Regions from separate parts of the Salmo salar genome. Here region 2 is linked to region 1. Evidence: chromatin contacts called from public Hi-C data. All regions are on one chromosome and are shown on one strand. The core of a region is the stretch at or near the end of the contact, and the rest is flanking DNA. Distances in the headings are between cores, read along the strand shown. Region 1 holds the start of LOC106587137 (G1/S-specific cyclin-D1). Region 2 has its middle 45 kb from the start of LOC106587137.

Region 1 (5,850 bases), core at 1,997-4,496:
AGTGCCTAACCATGCAGACGCTCGCGAGCAGTGTGGGTGCAATGATTGAATAACATGTATGTGTACATTTCTTTTGCAACGCTCACGCATGCGACGAGTCCGGTCTGGTCAGCATGCAACTCCACTTACCCTGAATTCAAATGACTGAGCCACGAGTTGGGGACCAATTAAATCAGATTCCATCCTTCTTGCAAAGATTGCGTCCTCGTCCCTTTAATTTTAGGAAGACGACTGATTAAATATTTTATTAATTCAATGTTTTTTTTATGTGTTAAAAATGTGTTATGTCACGCACAGTATGACTTAATACAATTATTTTATCAATAGGTGTGGGGGAAAAAATTGCTTGTGGTTGTGCATTGATAAGCACACCAAAGCACACCGAAGTCGGCATTAACGATAAGTAATAAAATAAAGAAGGCCATTCTAAAAGCCTATTTAACACCATAGCCTGCTGAATTTGCAAGATAACTTCGCTTACATTTTTATTTTGGTACAAATGAAAATGTGGCACTGACTCGCCACGGATTTATGTTTCAGCATTGTCTCAATGAAGAGTTTGGCGTTCGACTAGCCATGTGCGACATGCATGCGCAGTTACAAGCCTGCTAGAGTTAGCGGCAGGCAGACGAGCAATATCCACCATTGTAGTACGGACGAAGACTGGGCTGGAATGTGAAGCTAACTGGAGCTGATTAGCTTTAGAAAACCCTGAGCAGATCTAGCTTGCTTCGTAGGACACCCATCAGGCAGTGGTGTAAAGTACTTCAGCACAAATACTTTAAAGTACTACAAGTAGTTTTTGGGGTGTCTGTACTTTAGTATTTATATTTTTGACAACCTTTAATTTTACTTCACTGCATTCCTTAAGACAATAATGTACTTTTTACTCCATATATTTTCCTTGACACCCAAAGATTTACTTATCAAGCGAACATCCCTAGCCATCCCTACTGCCTCTGATCTGGCAGACTCACTAAACACACATGCTTCATTTGTAAATTATGTCTGAGTATTGGAGTGTGCCCCTAGCTATCTGTAAATTAAAGAAAACAATAAAATGGTGCCATCTGGTTTGCTTAATATAAGGAATTGTAAATGATTTATAGTTTTACTTTTGATACTTAAGTATATTTTAGCAATTACATTTACTTTTGATACTTAAGTATATTTAAAAACAAATACTTTTAGACTTTTACTCAAGTGGAATTTTACTGGGTGACTTTTACTTTTACTTTAGTCATTTTATATTACAGTAGCTTTACTTTTACTCAAGTATGACAATTGGGGACAGGTATCAAGAACAAGATAAAACTAGCTGAAATGAGACGCCTACCATTCCCCACATGGCAGCTTCTTGTCATTGTTGCTAGCTATCTGACCATTTAGAATCACAGCGAAGCAGGGCTTGTGGCCCTATCCATGCGTATGCATTATTTTGTGACTTTGTCAGCCAACCCATCGATGGAGAGTGGATTGACACCGCTGCAGGGAACAGCATTACTTTTCTCTCAAAACAGTGCAGAGGTGGAAGATGGCTGTGGTAGAAAATACCCCACTGTAACTTTGCCATACCCTAAGTTTAGCTGTAGCCCCTGCAGAAAATATGTAGGGATTTTGGCACATGGTTTGCATAATGTTCTAAAAATATGAGAAGAGTTGAAAAGAGTGTAATAATGTGGAACTTGGGTGATAAGAATACTAGGCCAACCTTATAGGCCATATGGGTAATGATAAAAATCACAAAGAAGCTAACATCGATTTTGATTGAAAATAAGCTTAGTTTAAAAACGTGTAAAGGTGAATGAGTCACCCACATTCAGTCAGCAATAGCAAGTCTTGACAAAAAGAAAGCCTCTTTCGGGAGTTTTAGGAAGCTATTCAATAGCCTATGGAGAGGAATGTTAAGAATGCGAAAGCTCCTATTCCTCTTGATAAGACTGAGATTAAATGTTATTGCGACTCGTAGAACAATTATGACAAATCTGATTTGGACTATTCACAGAATTGATCCCTTATTTAGATCCTCTTCCACACAACAACAATTATATTGATATTCCGCTCCCATGACTTGCAACTGCTCTAAAGGCAAAAAAAACATACCTACCTTACTTTTCAAACTGTACTTTTTTGTTATTTTTAGAATGTTAGATAACAGAACAGTTCAACACGTTTTTATTTGGCCTACTGCCAATGGTATTTTAACCCATCACATTATTATCGGTAACTTTAATTTGAATACAACATTTCAACACTCTCACCAGAAGTGCTTGGTCGTCTTCTGCCTGGTAACAGCAATTCCTCCTATTGGTTTAGACTAATTTCGGTCTCCTCCCCAGTCAGAGAGAGAGAGAGAACTTGTGTGAGTGTAATATTTACTGTTCACTTTTTATTGTTCATTTCACTTTTGTTTATCCATTTCACTTGCTTTGGCAATGTAAACAAATGTTTTCCATGCCAATGAAGCCCCTTGAATTGAATTGAGAGAGATAAGAGAGGGGGGGGGTCACGTTTTTAAACTTTTATTTCAGTCACCACGTTATTCATCTTGTACATTACTATTTCCACACACACACAGCACTGTAAAGTGAGGTAGTGCACTTTTGTTGTGCCAAGTTTAATGCCGTAAAGTTAAACTGAAACCTGAAATCAATATTGATAATAGGCTAATTTGTCTAAATTATAGATGTTTATAATGAAATTATTATTAGGTTAGGCTTTAACGTAAACGACTTTGCACATCGTGTTTTAGTCTTGAAATATTCAATTGCCTGCCTTATTGAATGGCTCTGATAGTTTTATATGCTTTTTTACGGGTTTTGTGATGTATAGGTCTATTGAATATGCCTGCAATCTGAACAAGTATATGAATTGCTGCATAATGATTATGTTAAAGTGATTTAAAAAATACATCTCCCACTGTTAAATGTCTTTGTGTGTTAGAAGCTTGCCCATGTGCTCACCTCATGTTCGACTGGGTGACGAGAAGAGAAGCCGGAGCTATTCTCAGAGCTTGTTTTAACAAGGAGGTTTCATGAATGTGTCTATACCGCCCCCTATCAAAATTGAACCAATTCACATTAATCTCTGCATAACCAACTTCCCTATACCGACACTAGCCCTACATCCCTCCTCCCTCGAAACCCCACCACTCAGTGTACGTTCTCTTCACCCCCTCCTGACTCCCCGCTGTATAGGCTACGCCACCCAGAATACTGGGACCTCCCATTTCCATACCTATAGGAGTGGATAAGCAGCGATTGGAAGGACTTGGAAACTTTAGAGGGGTAGTTCTTTAGAGTTATCCTCCTCTCTCTATAGACTCCTTAGCTCCGCTCTCTCAGACTCGCTGTTGCTTTGATCTCCTCCTTAACAACAGTTAACGTCATCGCATAGCCCTCTGAAGGGGAGTTTTGTCTAGAAGGGTGAAGCGTTGGAGCTCTCAGAGGGCTTACACTGTAGGAGCAGCAAGCAGCATCCACGGAGCCTCACTCACTCTTAACAAGAAGCACACATTTTGACTATTTATTCAGCCCAGAAAACGCAAGCTACTACCGCAAAAGATATGGAACACCAGCTGTTGTGCTGTGAAGTGGAAACCATCAGAAGAGCTTACCAAGACGCCAACTTACTAAATGACCGAGTTCTACAGACAATGCTCAAAGCAGAGGAAAATTACCTTCCGTCTCCGAATTACTTCAAGTGTGTCCAGAAAGAAATAATACCTAAAATGAGGAAAATTGTGGCTACATGGATGTTAGAGGTGTGTACATTTATGATGCCTAGATGCATTGCTTAAACTTTTGTGTTCTAACACTAACCATGCCCTCTGGACGCAATGTATTGAATTGGTCGTTTTATGCATCGTACGTTTATTCTTTCCAAGCATGATCATTCATATTATGTAAACATACTGACATGTAGTGGGCTAATGCTTCATTTGTAACGGTTGTCCAAGTAGGCTAAAATAGATTTGGAACACTGTTGTAGCCTATTAGGCTATTTCCCAGGTATTGTGTGTGTTTATTAATTACAACACTTGCAATGTAGCTGCTCGATTCTTTTCTTTGTCGGGACTTAGGAAATGTATTTAGATTGAAAAAATGTTCCAAATTAATAGCAATGTACACGTATGCAGTCTTACTCTTGCCAGTATTATGCGCCATCTTTGTTGTCGTATGCGTAGGTTTTTAATATCATTAAAAATCTTTAATAATGTCGGCAATGACAGTAACTCAATCAGCAAGTCGAAAAGTATATCTTGGGTATGCACTTATAATCCTGTCGCACAGATAGCGAAAAATGATTATATAAAACCATAAAGTTTTGTTTCGGCTTACTTATCAGGCTGCTGTTCCTGCAGTTTCTGAAGGTCGCTCTGGAAACATGATCATTTTCACAAAAATGTTAAATAAGAATGCATTTTCAATGGTCGGATATGATACTATATCGATTAATCAACATTTACATGTAGTTAGAGATGGAGTCTTATGTTGACATACATTTTTTATTAATTTCAGAAATTGTGAGTCCGCACAAGATCTAAATGTCGCACGCTCCACGAGAAAGAGCGGTGTCCTGTAAATTAAATGGTTTTTATATGTTTACTATATGAAAATTCGACACATCTTAAAACTATCCGATAAGGTATACCATAAGGATCATTTACATGCTAATTTCACAAACCGGGACAATTTTTACATATTTTTTATTCTTTTTTGAAAAGATGACGAACTAGAAATTTCAGGGGAAAGTTGCATTGACGCCACCTTTGTGTCTTAGTAAGAAGCGACTGAAAACAGCCTAAATTCTCAACTATTTCAATTTCCGTTTTAATTAGGCTTAAGCAACTGTTTCAGTTTTTCGAAATGCATGATTTTATGTTAATTGCATTGGCAGACTATAGCCTACTTTGCGCCAGCTAAAGCCTATAATTAGGCCATAGCTATTGTATTAAGGACAGCCTTATGGAATGGAAGGATAATTTTTTTTTTTAAATGCGTAGTGTTGTCATTACAGTATTTCGTTTTCACTTATGGACAGGCCTATTTATTGGTATATACAATCGACCTGAATGCACTTATAGTCCTATATTAAAGGCTACTGTAATTTGGGGATATAGGCTAAATTGCTGTTTTCACTTCTAGGTCTGCGAGGAACAGAAATGCGAGGAGGAGGTTTTTCCCCTGGCTATGAACTACTTGGATAGATTTTTGTCTGTGGAGCCCACAAATAAAACCAGATTACAACTCCTGGGAGCTACTTGTATGTTTTTGGCCTCAAAGATGAAGGAAACGGTCCCTTTAACTGCAGAGAAGTTGTGCATTTACACCGACAACTCCATCCGGCCCAGCGATCTATTGGTAAATGAGCAATGTCAATCTTCTACATATACACTCTGTATATGGCTGTAGTTATAATCCATTTAATATCGGATAGGCAATTTTATTGAGCATTTCCATAGTAGGCTATCTCATAATGCAATGGTAGCATATAGGCATATGCCTACAGGTAGCCTACTACAATGCATCCAGTTTGTAGGCCTATTGGCTCTTAGTTTCTCTTCGACTGGATCTAAATCATTATTGCATAATTTTTTTGGTGTTCATTTCAAAGAAAGTTTGCATCAAAGAAAGAGTTTGGATTCTTGTACATTTCACATGATATCCTACAGCGGTTAGGCCAGTGTAGCGCAATGACATGACGAGGGCGACATCTCCCTCTAGTGGATAACGTAAAATGTAGAATCAATTATGTGAAGGCACTTGTGAAGTTCGATTGTCTCATTGCGCACGTCTTGTTTGTCTTTCTTTGTAGCAAATGGAACTACTGACTCTAAACAAGTTGAAG
Region 2 (6,472 bases), core at 2,117-4,616, 45 kb before region 1:
ACAGTCTTTCCCTTAATAATGAATCAGGCATTTGAATAACTGAAACTGAACCATAGGTTTATTATAAACCAGAAGCATCCAGGAAATACTATTAGCATATTATACAGGACATTTGCATATTTCCTCACAAACTCCACATCTGTAAAATGCCCAATGTTGGAAGCAAGGGTTCTTCAAAAGGGATAAAACATACTTGGCATAAAATACAGCAGGTGAAGCTCTGTAGCCATTTATAGGCCCTCTCTCTCTTTATGTAGTGTAGTGTTGTCTCTCTTGTCGTGATTTGTGCTATGTCCTATATTTTTATTTAAAAATATATATCCCAGGCCTCGTCCCTGCAGGAAGCCGTTTGCCTTTTGGTAGGCCATCACAGTAAATAAGAATTTGTTCTTAACTGACTTGCCTAGTTATATAAAGGTTCAATAAAATTTGATTACGTTTTATAGAACTATTTAATCAACAAAACTATCTTTCCTGTTCCACAAATGTTGATGCTATAGAATCTTATGCCATGACCCTCACAAGTAGAATGTTCATTATCAATCCTTTTTCCTTTCACATTTCGATGGATAAAAACTCATTTGAAGAATCTAACTTGCCTAGTTAAATAACACTGCCCATTCGACATTACGATAGAGGAAAACAATGGACCGTTCTGCTCTCTCTGGTCTTCCTTCCCTGCGTGAAACAGAGACTGTAAACACACAGGTTATGATGAGATAAACAATGTGGTCCCCTCTGCCATAGATTCTCTCTCTCTCCCCACCCCCAGGCTTGGCAAGTAGTCAGAGACATCCCTGGAATTCACTAAAGCCACCCACTTGGCCAGGGCCATTCACCCTCGCTCCCCTTTATCTTTTGTATGCACTGTCACCACTCCTTCTCCCAAGGCCCAGAGAGGGGGAGCCATTCATCCCTAATGAACTTCTGAAATCATGCAAACAGCCTCGTTTAATGGAGAAATGGGGGAAGCGGTTGTGTTGTATTTTTTTTCGGTGGGAGAAAGGGGTGCAGCTTAGGGAAAGCCAGTTAAGACAGCAATGTTTTATATTCCTGTTTTAGGGTGAGAACACCTCAAGCAGCAAACAGAATGAAAAATAAGTCAACTATCATATCGAGGGAGGAATTTTAGCAGTGGTGTAAAGCACTTAAGTAAAAATTATATTTTTTATTTACAATGACGGCCTACCCCCCCCCCCCCCCCCCGGCCAAACCCTCCCCTAGCCCTGACAATGCTGGGCCAATTGTGCGCCGCCCTATGGCACTCCCCGATCACGGCCGGTTGTGACACAGCCTGGGAACAAACCAGGGTCTTGTGGTGACGCCTCTAACAGTGCCTTAGACCGCTGTGCCACTCGGGATGCCTCAAAGAGGATAATATATTTGGGAAGTGATTTTGGTAACACTTTATTTGGATAGTCCATCTACAGACTATCAGTAACATTTCAAATACTGTAACTATCTACTAACCCTAGCTCTTATCCTAACCTTAAACCTTATCCAAATCCTAAACTTAACCCTTACCCTAACCCGTATTCTAAACCTGACCTTAACCGTAACCTTAGCAAGCAGTTGCTTAACAGCAGATAGTTTGTTGATAGTATGACCATCTTTAGAGCATCTACAGATGGAAAATCCGGACGATCCAAATAAAGTGTGACCCTGATTTATTTATCCATACACCACCACTCATTCAGAATAGGCCATGGAGGGAGCCTGTTTTAGATATCCGCTTACAACGCAGGAGTAGAAAAAAACCAGCAACAAAGCAAACAGCTTTGAAACGACATGCAGGTGCCTCATGAAACAGTACCGCAACTACAACTACAACACGAAAAACAACACTAATTAAAGTGAATTAAAGGTATAGGGGAGGCAAAGACAAAAACAGTATATGTTTGCATAATGGGTATGGTAAACTATCAAAGCAAGTGTCTAAATATGTCAACCTCCACATCTGTAGTTATATTTTCCTTAATCCCTACATATTCCTTTTAAGAAGCTTGTTCTTCAATAGTTGTTGCACGTACAGTATCAAGAAACATGTACACCCATTGCCAACTGTGAAAGCTGTTTCTTATCAATGAAGCAAGGAGCAGCCCAATTTTTTCCAAGGGTGTTAATAAGATTAGTCTTGATACCCTGTTTCTGCTGAATTTAGGTGGGCCTGTAACTGAAGCAGATATTGAGAAATGCACTGTCATTGTTAACACTCCCATCCACAACCTACAAGGGAGTAGAAAAATTGTTGAGGGTTTTCAAATTGTTAAAGAGCAACTGAACCAAAAAAAAGACTTCTCTGGTTGACAAAGGCTGTGGTTGTGGTCATTAACATTAATTCTAGTCCCACAATTTACTAAAAAGTGTAAGTAGGATAACTTTGGTCATAAATTCAGTATTTTCCAAAACTAATATTTGCGAGATTTGGATATTGAATATTTGAGGGTTGGGTTTGGGTTTCAATCATGCCCACATGTCCACTAACACGGGACAGCGTTTGAACCGGTTACAACAGTTACATTTCATAAAGAGGAGGGGAAAAAAACAAGGCGCAATCAGTGAGTTCAACCCTGCTTTAAGCTTGACAGAAAGTTTCCCAGCATTTATAACTTCGAAAGATCATCCACAGTGCTGATCTAACACATATGAAAAATCTCTTGCTCAAAATATATATGTTTAACATTCATTTACATGATGACTCATCAACACAATAAAGGCTACCTAAGGCTCATCGTGGAGTTTTCATCCGACTTTTTGTTTGTTTTCTCAAAATGAGAGTGCACCTCTCAGACAGGAAGAACCTGACATAAAGCATAAACCGATCTAAGGGAAATAATACAGAGTGTCTGGTCTGACAAATCCTCCCTTCCACCTCAATGCCTTCTTTCCTCTACCTTCCATTCTGCTAAATCCACCTTCTATCCCTACTGTCCTCCCCCATGTGCCAGCTGCTGTAATATCACTGCACCAGCCCTTTTCCTTTGCGAGGTTTCCGCCCAGCAAAACCTGTATGCCGACCCCATGCGAAGAGCGGAATTTATGGCCATTGAACTGCTTTTTCCTGTCATGCCAACAGAAACCTTCAGAGGCAGAGAAGGAGACTTGTGGGACTGGCTACAGCCAACCGCACATTCTCTCAAGAAAGACACTCTTCCACAACTAAGCTGGCAAGTGAAACTTTAAAGAAAAATGAAAGCGAGAGGTGAGGAAAAGGCAGTAATTGAATGGAGGACGGTCTCTTCTCGGTTATCTATTAAAAGCAGGCAGCAGTATATCTGAAAGAGCAGAGGCTTTTGCACACTGTGTAGACACTATCCCTCCTTGTGATTGGGTGTCAGCCCAGCCAATAGGCAGGCCCCACTCTGCAGCCATTCATGAAAATCCAGAAGCACATAGTGACTAAGTGAGAGCACAGGAAGTACAGTGAATGTGGCGGCTATCATATCCCAGCACACCTTCCTCCGCAGGCATCTCATTCAACCCGCAAGGTTTCACTTCCTACTGTCCCTTGCCTAAATCGTAGTTCTTTATTAAGCGATAGAGCACTAGCCGATGTATGAACTCAAGAGTCTCAAGACTCTCTTTCTCTCTTTATTGACGTCATCTAATCGTTGAGGTCTTTGAGGAATTCACATGGCCTTATAGCGTTGCGTCTCTAAAGATATTCAGGCTATTGAGTTGGGAATTTGACTCATGTCTCTAGCTGCACAACATCCCTGTTCCTCAAAAGCCTTGTCGGTTTTCTAGACAGCCAGGGTATGCTCATGGGAGGGAGAAAGGAAATGGGCTTGAAATGTAAGGATTAGTCAGTGTGTCTCCCTTATTTGCACTTTCCTTTCAACATACTGTATATACATTTAATTCTTTACTAATGGTCTGAGCTCAGAAAAACACCCACAGTGAATTTCCTCAATTGTTTTCACTCTTACACCTGCCACTCACATGTCTTTTCCTAAAATCGTAAAAGACATCTGTCCATAATCTAAATCTAAGATTTCCCATAAGGGTTTAGGATTAGTTGCACAACACTGGCAAAACACAACAAACAACATATTTGAGACTGGATTTTGAATTCAATAGTTGTCTTTTGGGCGATTACGTTGCAGTGTGGCAGAGCAGGTTAGCATTTGTCTTCTTTTAATTCCTTGAAGGAATGAACTGCCATAGGACTGTATAACCCTGACCCTACGTAACCCCCTTACCCTAACACCTTGTGAATAGACTGTTAAAGAAGCATTGTATTTGCTGTTTGATTGCAGAGCAATTTCACCGAAAATTAGATTCCTTACTAAATGAATGAACTGGTCATTGTGGTCCAGTCGGCTGACCCTTTTAGACATTAATAGAAAGGCTTTTCTGTGACATAAAGAAATCAATTTTTGAATTTTTTTTGGTCAGAGCTTCCGTGCACTGAGAGGGCCCATGCTTCTTGAGTCACACAGTGTTTTTGTCTTGTTTATTTTCATTTCATTCTTCTAACAAGAGGCATTATTTGATGTCTCATATGACCCGTTGAGATCTGGAAACGCCTCTGAGACAATTTAACTTTCTTATCTTACAGTACAATGTATTTTCCCTGATTGCATGTTTCTTATTGTCTCTGCCGTTTCTTTGTCTGTTTATACTTTTCATTTGAGAAGTCCCCTTATTGTTTTTGTATCATTATATATTTTTTGTTCATTCTTTTCGTGGGGAAATCCTGTGTGCTGAATACAGCTGAATACATTGGGTTGTGAATGAGAGTGCGACAGATTGCTCAAGACCCTCCTCAAAAATGTGGTATGCCCAAATGTGAGTCATTGTCCCCCTTGAAAAGGCAGACAGAGGAGGTTTTGGGCCAGTTTCCTGTAGATACGATACTGCGTGTGGTATGTATTTGGTATGGGGTAGCGCAGAAGCAGTCTGGAGGATTGCATTATGTGGGGCTTGCTCTTTTGGCCCATCAAAATATTTGACATTCAACTGGCATCTAGCATTTAGTGGTGTCCTGTTAGAAAACAAGTGTCTGGCTCATGGGAGGTCCAGTTAGATGCGTTGAGCCTTACAATAAAAGTTCTGTTTTTCAATAACGGAGTTGACTCACAATGACCTTACAGCAGTCTGATTAAAGACACAACAAGTTTGTATGATAAGACTATGTCCAGTCAAAACAGTAGAAAATCTAATTATGTTTTTGTTTGCTTTGCAGCTTAGAATAGTGTAATGATTTGCTCCTGTTTACTCTCTCTGTCTCTGTCTCTTTCTGTCTGTCTCTCTCTCTCCCACACATGCACAGAGAGATAGAGAGAGAGAGAGAGAGAGAGAGAGAGAGAGAGAGAGAAAGAGAGCGACACAGACACAAAAAGGTACTATAACCTGCCCTTTGGACATTATGACACTAGTAGAGAGTCTAACATGTTGACATCTTGTCTACCTTGGTCTTCTGTGCAGAAACCAGTTTGATGACCTGCCCAGTAGTATATTTCTTTATACACTCCTAGAAAAAAGGGTTCCAAAAGGGTTCTTCGGCTGTCCCTATAAGATAACCCTTTCTGATTCCATGTAGAACCCTTTTTGGATTCAGGTAGAACCCTTTTGGGTGCCATGCAGAACCCTCTGTGGAAAGGGTTCTACATGGAACCACAAAGGGTTCTACCTGGAACTAAAAGGGTTCTACCTGGAACCAAAAAGGGTTCTCCTACATCGGGACTGCCTTTTAGGTTCTAGATAGCATCTTTTTTTTCTAAGAGTGTACTTTCCCTTGTAAGCAGCCTGATGATCTAATCTACGCTGCTTTATATTCAGTATAAAGACTGAGCTCAAAGGCAGCACTGCAGTCTGGAGCTGTAAACAATGCAGCCGCAGGATTTCATGAGCTCTGCCCCCTTTTGTGTCATAATTATCTGCAAACACCTCCAGATGGTGCAAATGCAGACACTCCGCAACCATTAAAAACCTCTAGTGTTGGTGTCTGAACATTAGCATCAAACCAGCCACCATATCCTTCCCATATGGAAACACGTCTAATAAACAAACGTGAACTTGATGTCAATACATGCCAAACAATGGCCAGTTCTTTCAGCTCTGCAGCGGGCTTGATGTTCTTTTATGAGCCTTTAAAGTGAGGGGCCGTTGCATTGTCTCAAATGAGATGCAGACGAGCAGAGATGCGGGTGTACGGAGGAGGCTGAACAGACTCACACAGTGTTCCGGTGTCCCTCACTGTTCAGACATAATCAAGCATAAGTGGATCAATAACCTCACTGGTCTTAATAGATGGTCTTACTGCATCTTCCAAGAATGGAGGGAACCCACCCGCCAGTCCACCCGCCTCCCTAACTCCCCGCTGCATACATCTAACACCTTACATCCAAAACCGCCCAAAATCTGCCTGCACCACCCATTCTCATCCGCCCAAGCCTTGTCCTTACTGAAACAAGTTCCCAGTTGTCTTCAGGGGAACACAGCTCCCTCTCCCTCCTCCCCTCAGTGC

Evidence for each region. A called contact is a pair of places that touch in the nucleus more often than the background predicts.
Region 2: a Hi-C map of gill shows a contact between it and region 1, with 1.7 times the contacts expected there. The contact joins the enhancer-like site here to the promoter of LOC106587137 in region 1. A contact is called at or near these places in 2 of 3 Hi-C or Micro-C datasets (blood and gill).

The regions. Positions count from the first base shown.
Region 1 is chrssa26:10,889,460-10,895,309 of Ssal_v3.1, reverse strand. It overlaps LOC106587137 (G1/S-specific cyclin-D1), which reads left to right and starts at 3,246. Exons shown (of 5, transcript XM_014175183.2): 1 at 3,246-3,763; 2 at 5,148-5,363; 3 at 5,818-5,850. The coding sequence starts at 3,566.
Region 2 is chrssa26:10,934,170-10,940,641 of Ssal_v3.1, reverse strand. No RefSeq gene overlaps it. Among protein-coding and RNA genes, the nearest start is that of LOC106587137, 45 kb to the right of the region's middle. Within about 2 kb of position 3,366, at least 6 of the 13 cell types and tissues checked have an H3K27ac peak or open chromatin away from gene starts, as enhancers often do. A contact at or near this core is called in gill, where this site is marked.